Regions from separate parts of the Danio rerio genome. Here region 2 is linked to region 1. The links are chromatin contacts, called in public Micro-C maps. All regions are on one chromosome and are shown on one strand. Each heading gives the region's core, a stretch centred on a gene start, on an enhancer-like site or on the middle of the called end of the contact. The rest is flanking DNA. Distances are from core to core; before and after follow the strand shown.

Region 1 (5,436 bases), core at 2,390-4,889:
CCAAAACTCGCAGGCAAAATAGAGAGATTTATATATAGATGTATACAGCCATGCAACATGCCTATCGATGGGCATCGCAAGTGTTGGGGTTCAGATGTCCATACTTAGAATGTATGCCGAAGATCTGTTTACGCTAGATACTTATATACTGCAATGACATGTTGATTGCTTCCTCTTATGAATTTGTTGGGAGGAAATGATTAATGGCTGCTTTAAATAGGCTGAAAGACAGTGGTGAGGCTACGTGAAGGCCATGTTGGCACTGACATACTCACAGTTGCAGTTTGTCAACCCAATTAAATAAGAGAAAGAGTAAAAGAAGTATTACTATTCTGGTGGATGAAGTAATGAATGAAATCGGAATCGTGATTTTACGAAATCTGCGATTGTCACACACATCTTGTCAGGGTTGCACAGTTCTCTGATCAGTATGAAATTTCTATTAGAAGGCCAATGGGCTCTTTTGTACAAAAACTTCATATACACCTCAGAGAAGAAAACCATGTCATCCCTTTAGCGTTTACTGAACTAACAGATGAACTGCTTTCATCAATGTATGGTTCAATTATTCCGTCAAGTATACAGTACATTGCATTACATTGCAAGTATACAGTAAATGCATTGCATTTATCACTGCTTAAAAACTGTGTGAGAAACCACATCATCTCACAGAAAGATTTATTTCCAACACTTTGAACACTCAATTGAGAAAAACACATTATTAAATATGGTATTTTGCATGTTTTAAGATGTACACTGTAAATCCCAATAAGTCAAGGTAACTCAAACCATTTGAGGAAACCGATTGCAATGAACCATTTAAGTTAAAAAAATAATCCTAATGAGTACTGTGACTTTAATCCATTAAATAAAGAAATCCGAGCACAGTTAAACCCAATACATGAAGAGAACTCAAATTAACTGAGTATAAAACCCAACAAGTTAAGGCAACTCAAACTGTTTGAGGAAACTGGTTGCTACAAACCCTTTGAGTTAAAACAAAACTAATCTTCAACACTGAGTTCAAAACTCGTTTCAAATGAGTAGAATACCTTTCAGTCAATTTTAAGGTAACTACACTCGTTTCATTTGATTAAGTTGACTGTTGGGTTTTACAGTGTAGCGTTTACTTCAGACAGCCATAGTTTACTGAGAAGTTATGCAAAAGGACTGTCATTATAGCAGAATGGTTAACTTTGATTTCATTATCATGAGATTAAATCATGTGTGATTTATTGCATTGCTTGTCAGTGAATCTGTGAACTGTATCAATCTGACATCTCATGCTGGAGTTGCAGAACAGGCTTTACTGACAAAATGTGCATGACAATCACCTTCAAGCGCTAAATGAGCACATACTGTATCATCCAGTTGTGAGCTTATTTTCTGTGGTGAACAGTAAATAGTTTGATAATTCAGGATTGTTGAGGTGTCCATGGGCATGCAGAATCTTGCTGCCGGGGTGCCCCAGAGCTCAGTTCAGAGACAGTTTCTCTTCTTTATCCTCGATGGGATTGCTTGAATCTGTCATAATAAACATGGCTTTTCTTATCACTGCTATGCTGATGACAGTTAACTCTACCTCTCATTCCAGCCTGATGATCTGACTATGGCTGATTTCTTCACAGCTTGTCTAACAGGCATTTCTACCTGAATGAAGACCAGCACATTCAGTTTGACATTGCGAAGACAGTAAAAAGAACTATTCCTCAAGTTGTTCCAAACCTGTTTTGAAAACCTGACTTTCTTTTTTTCTTTTCAACACAAAATAAAATATTTTAAGGATGGTGGTAACCAAACACTTGATGGCAGCTATTGACTTCCAAAGACTTTCCAATTTTTTTGGAAGGATGCTGACTTCAAGAGTGAGTCCTTCTAAGTCCTCGCAGGCCGAACCGAGCATTTTGAAATGAGCAGATGTAGCTGCCGTTAATAAGCGGTAATAAAATTTGTAATTTTTTTCAGAGTGATTTTAAAACTTATTTTAAGTGATCTGAAGGCAAAGCAAGGCTTATAAAAGCTGGAAATACAATTCTTTTGATTCATACATGTACAAATAAAAATGTGAACAAAATACCTTTTTAGAAAGACATGTCATACACTTTTTCTTTTTAACGTGTTTAGATATCCAAGTAAATAAAACCTTATTCATACATTTAATCTGGAGTTTTATTTTAAAAATCTCCTGCCATTATCAGCGCGCAATCAATCTTGGGACATTCGAGGCCCGCAAAGGATCCACCGGTTTTGTCCTTCATGACCTGGGAAACGATGGACACATTTGAAGGCTGCATTTGAGGGAGACTTTGAATTTTTTAAAAATGAGACAGCCTTCGCCACAACATAATGACACAGCGCCCTTCGAACGCATCCTTCCGAGGATGCAGCCTCTGAAATGAGAAATGGCTTATGTCAACTGTTGGTTACCAGCATTTTCCAAAATATCTTCTTTTGTGGTCTGACTCAAACCAAAGAGCTTAGAATGACAAAGAGGTGACACTCAATAGAACGTTCCATTGCAACAGCAGTGCCCGGCAACAGCCCCGGATTCCGCCATTTTGGAGTGAAAGCGATCGGCTGTCCATTGGATTTTATTGCTGTCGTGCTGACAAGCAGATGCTTTGTTTTTAAACAAAATAGCACATTAAAACTGAGATTCAACCTAAAAGACGGCAATACAACATTTACTATCAGAATCAACAGTTGTTGTTTAATTTTATTGGTGATTCCTAATATGAAATTTAGTCGTAAGCTTGACAAGCAGTTTTGGAGAATTTAATGTTTCCCCATTCAAACAGATTATACTGCCTGAGAGGCCTTTCAAAGATGGGCGCCGGGTGAAATTACTTAAAGCATAGGTCTGAAAGTCAATTCCTGGATGGCCGCAGCTCTGCACAGTTTTGCTCCAACCCCATCAAATATAGCTGATCCAAATAATCAAGTGGTTTAAAAGAGTCATGAGCGCCTTCATTAGTTGGATCAGAGGTGTTTGATCAGGGTTTAAGCAAAACTGTGCAGAGCTGCAGCGCTCCAGGAATTGAGTTTGAAGCCAATGTCTTAAAGGGACTTTGCTCAAACTTTATTCTGTTTGCAGCAAGGGTGGGTAAATAATGACAGATTTATTTATTTATTTATTTATTTTTATTTTTTTTGGTGTAATGTGCCTGTATAATCTTATAATTAAAATTTGTTTAAATAATGTTATAAAGCTCTATTCATATAAAAAAGTTTACCACAGGCAGTGTATGATAGGTCTGTTCATGCAAGGCTTTTATTTGACACAATCTTGAAGTGTCTGCCTATATAAAAAGCTGCCATTGATCTTTAAACTTCAGAGCGTTCAGATAAGATTGAACTTTTCAGCTGCTTCTAAAGACTGTACACACAATGCTTTCCAAAAGCACTTCTCAAATCATCTGTCACTGCTTTGTACATGCCTATGATTTACTGCTTACCATTCATATTACTAAAGAGAAATAAATGTGCACGCCAAAGACGTCGCTTACACTGTGAGTATTTGCACTGGCTGAGATCCAGTGCGCCATCATATTACTCATGCAGAGACCTGCCCTATGAGGAGCATTCATTACATTCACACAGTGTTATGTGTCAGCAGTGCATCCGAGCAGTTGCTTCACATGAAAGAGGCTGATTGGAAAGAATGCTGCCTTCTGGCACTATAATGCACATGGCATCGCCTACTCAGCACTTTGCCATTTGAAATAGTGTCGAGCCCGAGCAGGGAAATGCAATGTTACTTCTTATGTGCGAACAAGTCCCATCATGGATGTTTTCCTAATTTACCCAGGGTGTGCCTGACTCTGAATTACATAATGTACCTGTGACAAATGACTGCTAAAGTGCTCAGTTCTCAGAGCTGATTTAACAAAAGCGCTGTATGCCAGAGGCAAAGAGCTGAGAAATCCATAAGGTTGTTCCCAGGCTAAGTTCCAACTGCTGTCATTCATCTTTCATGCTCCTTTACACAATTCCGTGAAAACTGAGCAAGTGTTTTTCACCGCTTTCATGGACTGGAGCCTTACTAAGCTGACTTTAGGACAGCAATGGGATACACTTTATTTTGATGGCCCCTTTTAGATACTCCATTTGTTATATAAGTATCTTTGTAACCATGTCTGCGAACGGTCATTGTTTGGTAGCTTAGTCAGAGCAACATACTTGCAAACTTATAGTCAGTAAAAAATCAGTTAAGTGACCAATTAGCTAATGACTCCTTGTTGACTTAGTTTCACAGATATTATATATACTGTAGTTTAATAAGGTCTAAACAGGACCAACAATAGCAAGTATTATCTCCAAACGTTTGTGGCGCCTCATATACAGGTCTACAGCAGGCTGGAGATGAAGCAGGGATCAAATCCTTTCACATGTGCTGTCAGACTCTGTGTATACAACGCCGTCTCTGCTGAAAGAGAAAGAGGCTTTGTCACTCACATTGTGCATGCGCCATTATGGAGTGTAATTGGATCCTTTGCAGTTTTAGTTGAATTAGCAATTCTGTTGTTCCTTTGGCTGTGTGTATTAAGAGTCTTTTTTTTGGTCAGGATGGCCTTTGGTAATGTACAGTGACCCAAAAAACTGTTTGAATGCTTAAAGAGTTAGGTGACCTAAAATGAAACATATGCCTCATGTTGTTCCAAACCTGCATGACTTTCTTTCATCTGTGGATCATAAATAAGGTATTTTCAAGCTACTTGGGTTCATATAATTCAATGTCTGTGGGGTTCAAAACATGTTAAACACCATTAACTTTCAGTGTATAGACACTGAGGCTTATTTTTCATCTTTATGTTTCTCGAAAGGATACAGGTTTGGAACTGCTTGAGAAAGAGTAAATGATGTCAGATGTTTCGTTTTTTGCGTAAACTTTTAAACTATGATTTACTGTGTGAAACATTAGATTGGCTCAACCATTGATAAAAAAACAATGTATATAACTTGCATTAGCCTCAGCATGCATTACAGGTCTAACAATTCAATTTAAATAAAATCATTTTTATTTATGCAGCGCTTTTTACAATATAGATAGTGTCTAAGTAGCTTAACAAAGTTTTAGTAAAGTCCAGATTTCTGAGTTGAAGTTCAGTTTAGTTTAGTTCAGTGAGGTTTAAATTTCACTGCTGAAAGTTCAAAAACTGTAGAGCAAATCCACTGAAGCACAGGTCTACAAGTCCCGATCTGAGGAATGTCCTGATCTGATTCAGATACATTAATGGCCTGTTTCCACTGAGTGAAAAAGTACGGCATGGTTCGATACAATTTTATGGATGTTTCCACTGTCAAGAGGTACCTAAAAGCAACCCATACCATACCACTTTTTAAAAAAGGGTATCTAACATGACATAAGGGTACCAAAATGCTGAGCTAGATGTGCAACTGAACGCTATTGGTTTAAAGAGATACGTCACCAGCGCG
Region 2 (5,612 bases), core at 2,437-4,936, 48 kb after region 1:
CAAACTAAATCCCAGTTCTTCAGTAACTATTATGTGGTTTAATTGTTATACTTTTGTACTTTAATTAACTTGTCCCAGTTGTTCTCACGCATTTATAATGCAAAAGATAGCTGATGTGCATCGTGCAAGTTGTACTTGAAACATTTCAGTTACATTTTAGTGAACTTGGGAACTGTTATCTCTTTATTGTATTGCAAGCGGCACTTTAAAGCTCAATTCATTGCTCCTTTGAAGATACGGCATATTTGTCAATGCACTGTGGGATTTCACAACTAATGGATTGCAGAGTTTACACACGGTACGCTTTCCTATAGTTAAAAGACCATCGACACTGATGAAAGTGACAGTTCACTAGCTGTTGAGATGGTAAAAACTGTAAATCAAAACCATAGACCACTTTATTTGCTTGTCATGAAAACAAAATTTTGCATATATATTTTGTTAATATATATATATATATATATATATATATATATATATATATATATATATATATATATATATATATATATATATATATAAGTTTGTCTATAGAAATTCTACATTATTTAGCATATCGATCCAAACGATAATTATAATACACGGTTTCATGCAAAGCAGCTTCAAAATATATTGAATGTGTTAGATATACTGACATTATTTATACTGAGAACATTTGTTTCGTACTAAATTATTTGCTTTTCCATGATTTTGGAATAAAAGTTTTTCCCTTTTGAAGTTTATAAGAAATCTAAAATAAAAGGCGTTAGAGGAAATCTGTGGCTTAGAGTATAGTTTTTCATGACACACACACATTATTGTTCTTTTCGTTCATTGTATTAATTTCAGAAAAACACACAGGAGGAGGTCATGATTCCTCAAGTGTCTGTAATGGGCTGATATGATTTCAAAAGCTGCACTGATATCAGATATCTTCTAAAGAAAGTCGATAGCACAATAAAAGCTTGTAATTATTCAACAAATCGGTAATTGAGAAGCAAAGGATGAAGGAGGAAGCGTGTGGTGTAGAGTTACGGCTGAAAAAGTCCATGACTAATTCCTCTGTTCTGGATCGAAGGGAGTGTTCATGTATGTTCCTCTCTAGAATTTACATTAACCCTACCCATATTTGACTTCATTCACTGGAAATTTTAAAGATATATTCATCTCATATCTGCTTTATTAAAGCACGCCCATCGTTGTATGACTTTAAAGCCCAGAGAGCGAGTGAAATCTACTGCTTGTCTTTTGTTAGTCCAGGGATTCATCATGGGCTTTAGGGCTCAACAGCAGTGTCGTTCACACTTTGACCTATTATTTTTGTGCAAATACAGAAAATAAATAAATAAATCAAGCCAGTAATATTAAACACGATATGGTCATTCATTGACATTTGGCCCAAATTGGAGAAGTCTGTTGTTTGCCTATAGTTAGTCAAAGTTTTGTTTTGGAAGTGCTTGTAAAAAAAAAAAAGATGTTTAAAGATTACTGTCTGCGTAATGTTTATACTGCTCCTTCAACAGATGTTTAACTGACTATAAGAAACTTAGCAAATACATGTCTTACACTAACCCTAAGCCCAACCTTACAGTCTACTTATAATCTAACGAGAATTAGTTGGCATGTAGATGCAATGTAACTTAAATTCAACAAACAGACCATGAAAATAAAAAAGTGTGATGAAAGACCCATCCTCCACTGATAAAAGGTCCAGAATCTGTCCCATACATGAGCTCTTTTGTCTAATTTTGACTGCTGTGCCATCATAAGTTGTGAAAGCATCAAAGAAAGCTTTCAATAAATGCAAACAATTTTACACCATGTCCTGTTGTGCAAAAAAATAATAAATAAATAAATAAATACATAACACGGAATCTGATGTAAGTGGAGTCATCTTTCACTACAAGTAACTTTTATTTTAGGTCTTGGAGTTCTTGAAAGAAAACAAAATAACTATAAAAAGGTGCCCATATTAGAGTTTATTTTTATAATAATAAGGCTATTTTTGTCGATGAACTTTTTGAATATTTTTTTTTTCACTAAAAAAGATTTAAAAAATCAAGAAGCTCTGCATGTTAATGTTTTAACTGTTTATGGTACATTAAAAAGAGTGATTATGATGACCCTCTGACAAACTAATCCAGCTAAAAATAGTGGTTAAAATGTCACTAAAATGCAGTATTTAAACCTCATAATTAAATAGAAAATAAGGTAAATAACTGCAAAAAGATCCACTTTTTAAGAAAAAAGGACCAGCCTCTACACCAGGCTGGCTACAGGCCTGAGTGATATTACAGTATCAGCCGGAAAAAAAAGTGATGTTTTGGAAAACTGATCAGTGGTATTTATAAAAGTACACCAGACACTCTAAATACACTGTAAAATAGACAACACAAAGGAATTAAATTAATCAATTAAATTTTTACAGATTTAGGTGAATTAAAAATAAAACAATTAAGTTGTTGCAAAAAAAAAAACTCGATAATTGTATTGATTCAGCTCATTTCAAATATGTAATTTGAACAAACAGCAAACGTCATTTTTTGAGTGTATAGACAGTTAATTCTGATCTGCAAAGCATATATGTTCAAGTGTTTAATCTATTTTGTTTGAATATTATTTTAATGATTGGTTTCCTCCAGGTGTTACAGTTTCCCCCACAGTCTAGAGACATCTGGTACAGGTGAATTGAATAAGCTAAATTGCCCATAGTGTATGTGTGTGAATAAGTGTGTTTAGATGTTTTCCAGTACTAGGTTGTAGCTGAATAAGCATCCGCTGTGTAAGACATATGCTGAATAAGTTGCCGGTTCATTTTGCAATGGTAACCCCTGATGAATAAAGAGAGTAAAATTAATGAATTAATTATTTTAATGAAGCTGAAAAACACAAAACACATTTTTTTTTCAGAATTAAAAATAAGTTTGGGGGAAGTAAAAGTAGTTTTTATTCGAAGAGGAGTTAAAAAGTTCAAAAACCAATGGATTGGAAAAATAACTGGCTTATTATTTCTGATCTATTATTTCTGATAAAGAAAGTGCTGTGCAGTCATGTGATAAGACTTGCCTTCAGTATTTTTACAATGTCAAATTTTGCATAGAAAAAGAAGCTGTCTAGCTTATTAAAGTAAAATCATTAGAGATGACTGATCATTACTTGGACTTGATATGAGGATGACAGATCTGTCAGTGGCTTAATCACATGATCATGGAGGAAAGTTTGATGGGGATCTCAGCAATGCTCCATTATGAATGAACCGAATCGTTCAAGTGGAACTGAACTCAAGTGCAGATGTTTGCACTAGAAAGTTCCTCCACATATGACTGAGAAGGCTCTATTGTGAATGAGCAAACGCTGCGTGTTCCCAGAGTTATTGCGATCTCCCGGGATAGTGGGCACAGGTCCAGCATTGTGTGCTACTTGTCGTGCAGTGAGCGAATGAGAGTTTGATGCGATGGTGACCCCATGAATGGCCTCTGTTGTGTTTGAACTCACCTCACACAGAGGTGAAGAATGAGTCCCGCTCGGCCTGGGAAGTGAACTCACGCTCACTTTGAGAGTTGAAATTCAGTGCATGTGTCTTCATGTTTTCATTTCCAGTCTTCTGGGTGAAAACTGAATGAGGAAAAAAGCATCTGATTACTCTTTTATCTCCGACAGCAGGCCTCCCTGACCCTCTCTGCATAGTACTGCCATTGTTGCCAAAGCTGTCTGCACAGTTCCTTATTACGCAAGAGTTTACTTAAACTGTGGCAGACTACAACTGCCTCCAGAAGGAGCGTGTGTCTGTTTATGTGTCAGCAGGCGAGTGTTGTTTATTTACCCTTGTGTTAAATGGGCAGCCCGCTGGAGTCGTGGACCGTAGCTGTGGGAGATCCCTGAGGACTCGCTGTGGAGCCTACAAGCTGAGCGGAAACTTTCCACCTAAAACCCTCTGATTTATGACTCAAATACTCAAGAAAGGAGACCTCAATACTGCTATGCAAAGGCAAAATGAGCAAACTTTGTAGACTCCTAAGAGTTTATTTTTTAATTTATTAATTTCTTTATTTGTCACAATGCCATCGAAGGCCCATCAAACTACTCTGCAATGGAAAGGTTCTGCATAACTTAAAGGTTCAATATCAACTAGCAAATTTTTAGGAGTGTAAGTTTCTAAGTGACATGGAATGAAATATAGATATTTACGCAAAAAATGAGGCGTCACAGTGGGTAGCACAATTGTCTCGCAGCAAGAAGGTCACTGGTTCGAGTCCTGGCTGGGTCAGTTGGTCACATTTCTATGTGGAGTTTGCATGTTCTCCCAGTGTTCACATGAGTTTTTTCTGGGTGCTCGGGTTTCCCCTAAAGTCTAAAGACATGTGCTATAGGTGAATTGAAGAACTAAGTTGACCGCAGTGTATGAGTCTGCGTGTGCACGTGAATGAGTGTGTGTGGGTGTTTTCTAGTGATGGGTTGCAGCTGGAAAGGCATCCATTCCGTAAAATATATGCTGGATAAGTTGGATAAGCCATTGTGTGGCCCCCTCCTGGGTTTGATTGGTCACAATGTTTTTTTAGAAAATTACAATAATTATAGTAACACTTGCTCCTAACGTAAAACTGTTCACCGTTTGACAAAGAGTCTACTCGATTTGATAAAATATTTTTGCCAACTGAAGTTTGAATATTTCGCATGCATGTATTTAGGAGTACATTACACTGTGTAAGCATCAGAAGATGCAGAGCTCATTAATATTTTCAAGTCACCTCTTCCAAACAAGGTCAAATAAGACCTTTCTATTCTATATTGGCCAATTACTTGGGTTCGAAATGGGGTTTTAAAGCCTTTTCTGGAGTTTTGTTTGCACTTACCTAAGCCACATACATTCTATGTAAATATCAGAGAACAATTTAATCAATGTATCAATGCATTCTATGCTACCTTTAAAGGTTCCTTATGGAATTATAGAGCTTTTGTACCAGAGGAATGTCTTAATCTTAAAATCATGAACTGCAATTTATCAGCAAAGTTAATTAATCAAAGACTCAGGTTAATATTTAAAGGCGGTTTAGACTAGACATGAATTGGAATTGGGCTGGTCTGAAAGTAAAATAGTGCTGAAAGAAAACTATGAGCTTAATCATTACAATGATATACCAGTAATAATGAGTCATGGTGACACGGCACTGCTAATGTTGTGAAAATATGGTAAAGAATCCAGGCTGACTCTGCTGTTTGCTGCAATATGAGAATACAGCAGGTGTGAGGAGCCCGCATTTTATTTCAAACCTTTGTATGTAAACATGTTAAATATGGTGGTTCATATCTTAACTGGATAAGAATATCGGATTGCACTTACCCTCATGTTAGCTTTCATCCTGGATGACTTTCTGGCTCATATAGAACAGCAAAGAAGCCAACAAAAGTGCATGAACTGCGGATAAAAAACAGCTTCAGGTTTAAAGCAGCATTACAGTTGTAAGCGTTTCACTCTTGGGTCAGCTGTACACATGCATTCATAGTAAATGGTCATTTTATTTAGATGGATGGTGGCTGAACTGACCCTGCATAAAAAATAAAGTAGCAAAAGTGAAAAGGAGCTGTTTGCACCTCAGCAGTGTTTAGAGTGGAAGAACAGGCCAGCCGCTGAC

The links. A called contact is a pair of places that touch in the nucleus more often than the background predicts.
Region 2: a contact with region 1 is called in a Micro-C map of caudal fin, with 2.3 times the contacts expected there. The contact joins two enhancer-like sites. A contact is called at or near these places in 2 of 18 Hi-C or Micro-C datasets (caudal fin and an unstated tissue).

The regions. Positions count from the first base shown.
Region 1 is chr2:35,120,347-35,125,782 of GRCz12tu, forward strand. All of the region lies in intron 2 of LOC137487932 (a long non-coding RNA gene), which reads left to right. Among named protein-coding and RNA genes, the nearest start is that of fam49ba, 110 kb to the right of the region's middle. Within about 2 kb of position 3,640, at least 13 of the 62 cell types and tissues checked have an H3K27ac peak or open chromatin away from gene starts, as enhancers often do. A contact at or near this core is called in caudal fin, where this site is marked.
Region 2 is chr2:35,168,530-35,174,141 of GRCz12tu, forward strand. No RefSeq gene overlaps it. Among named protein-coding and RNA genes, the nearest start is that of fam49ba, 61 kb to the right of the region's middle. Within about 2 kb of position 3,687, at least 17 of the 62 cell types and tissues checked have an H3K27ac peak or open chromatin away from gene starts, as enhancers often do. A contact at or near this core is called in caudal fin, where this site is marked.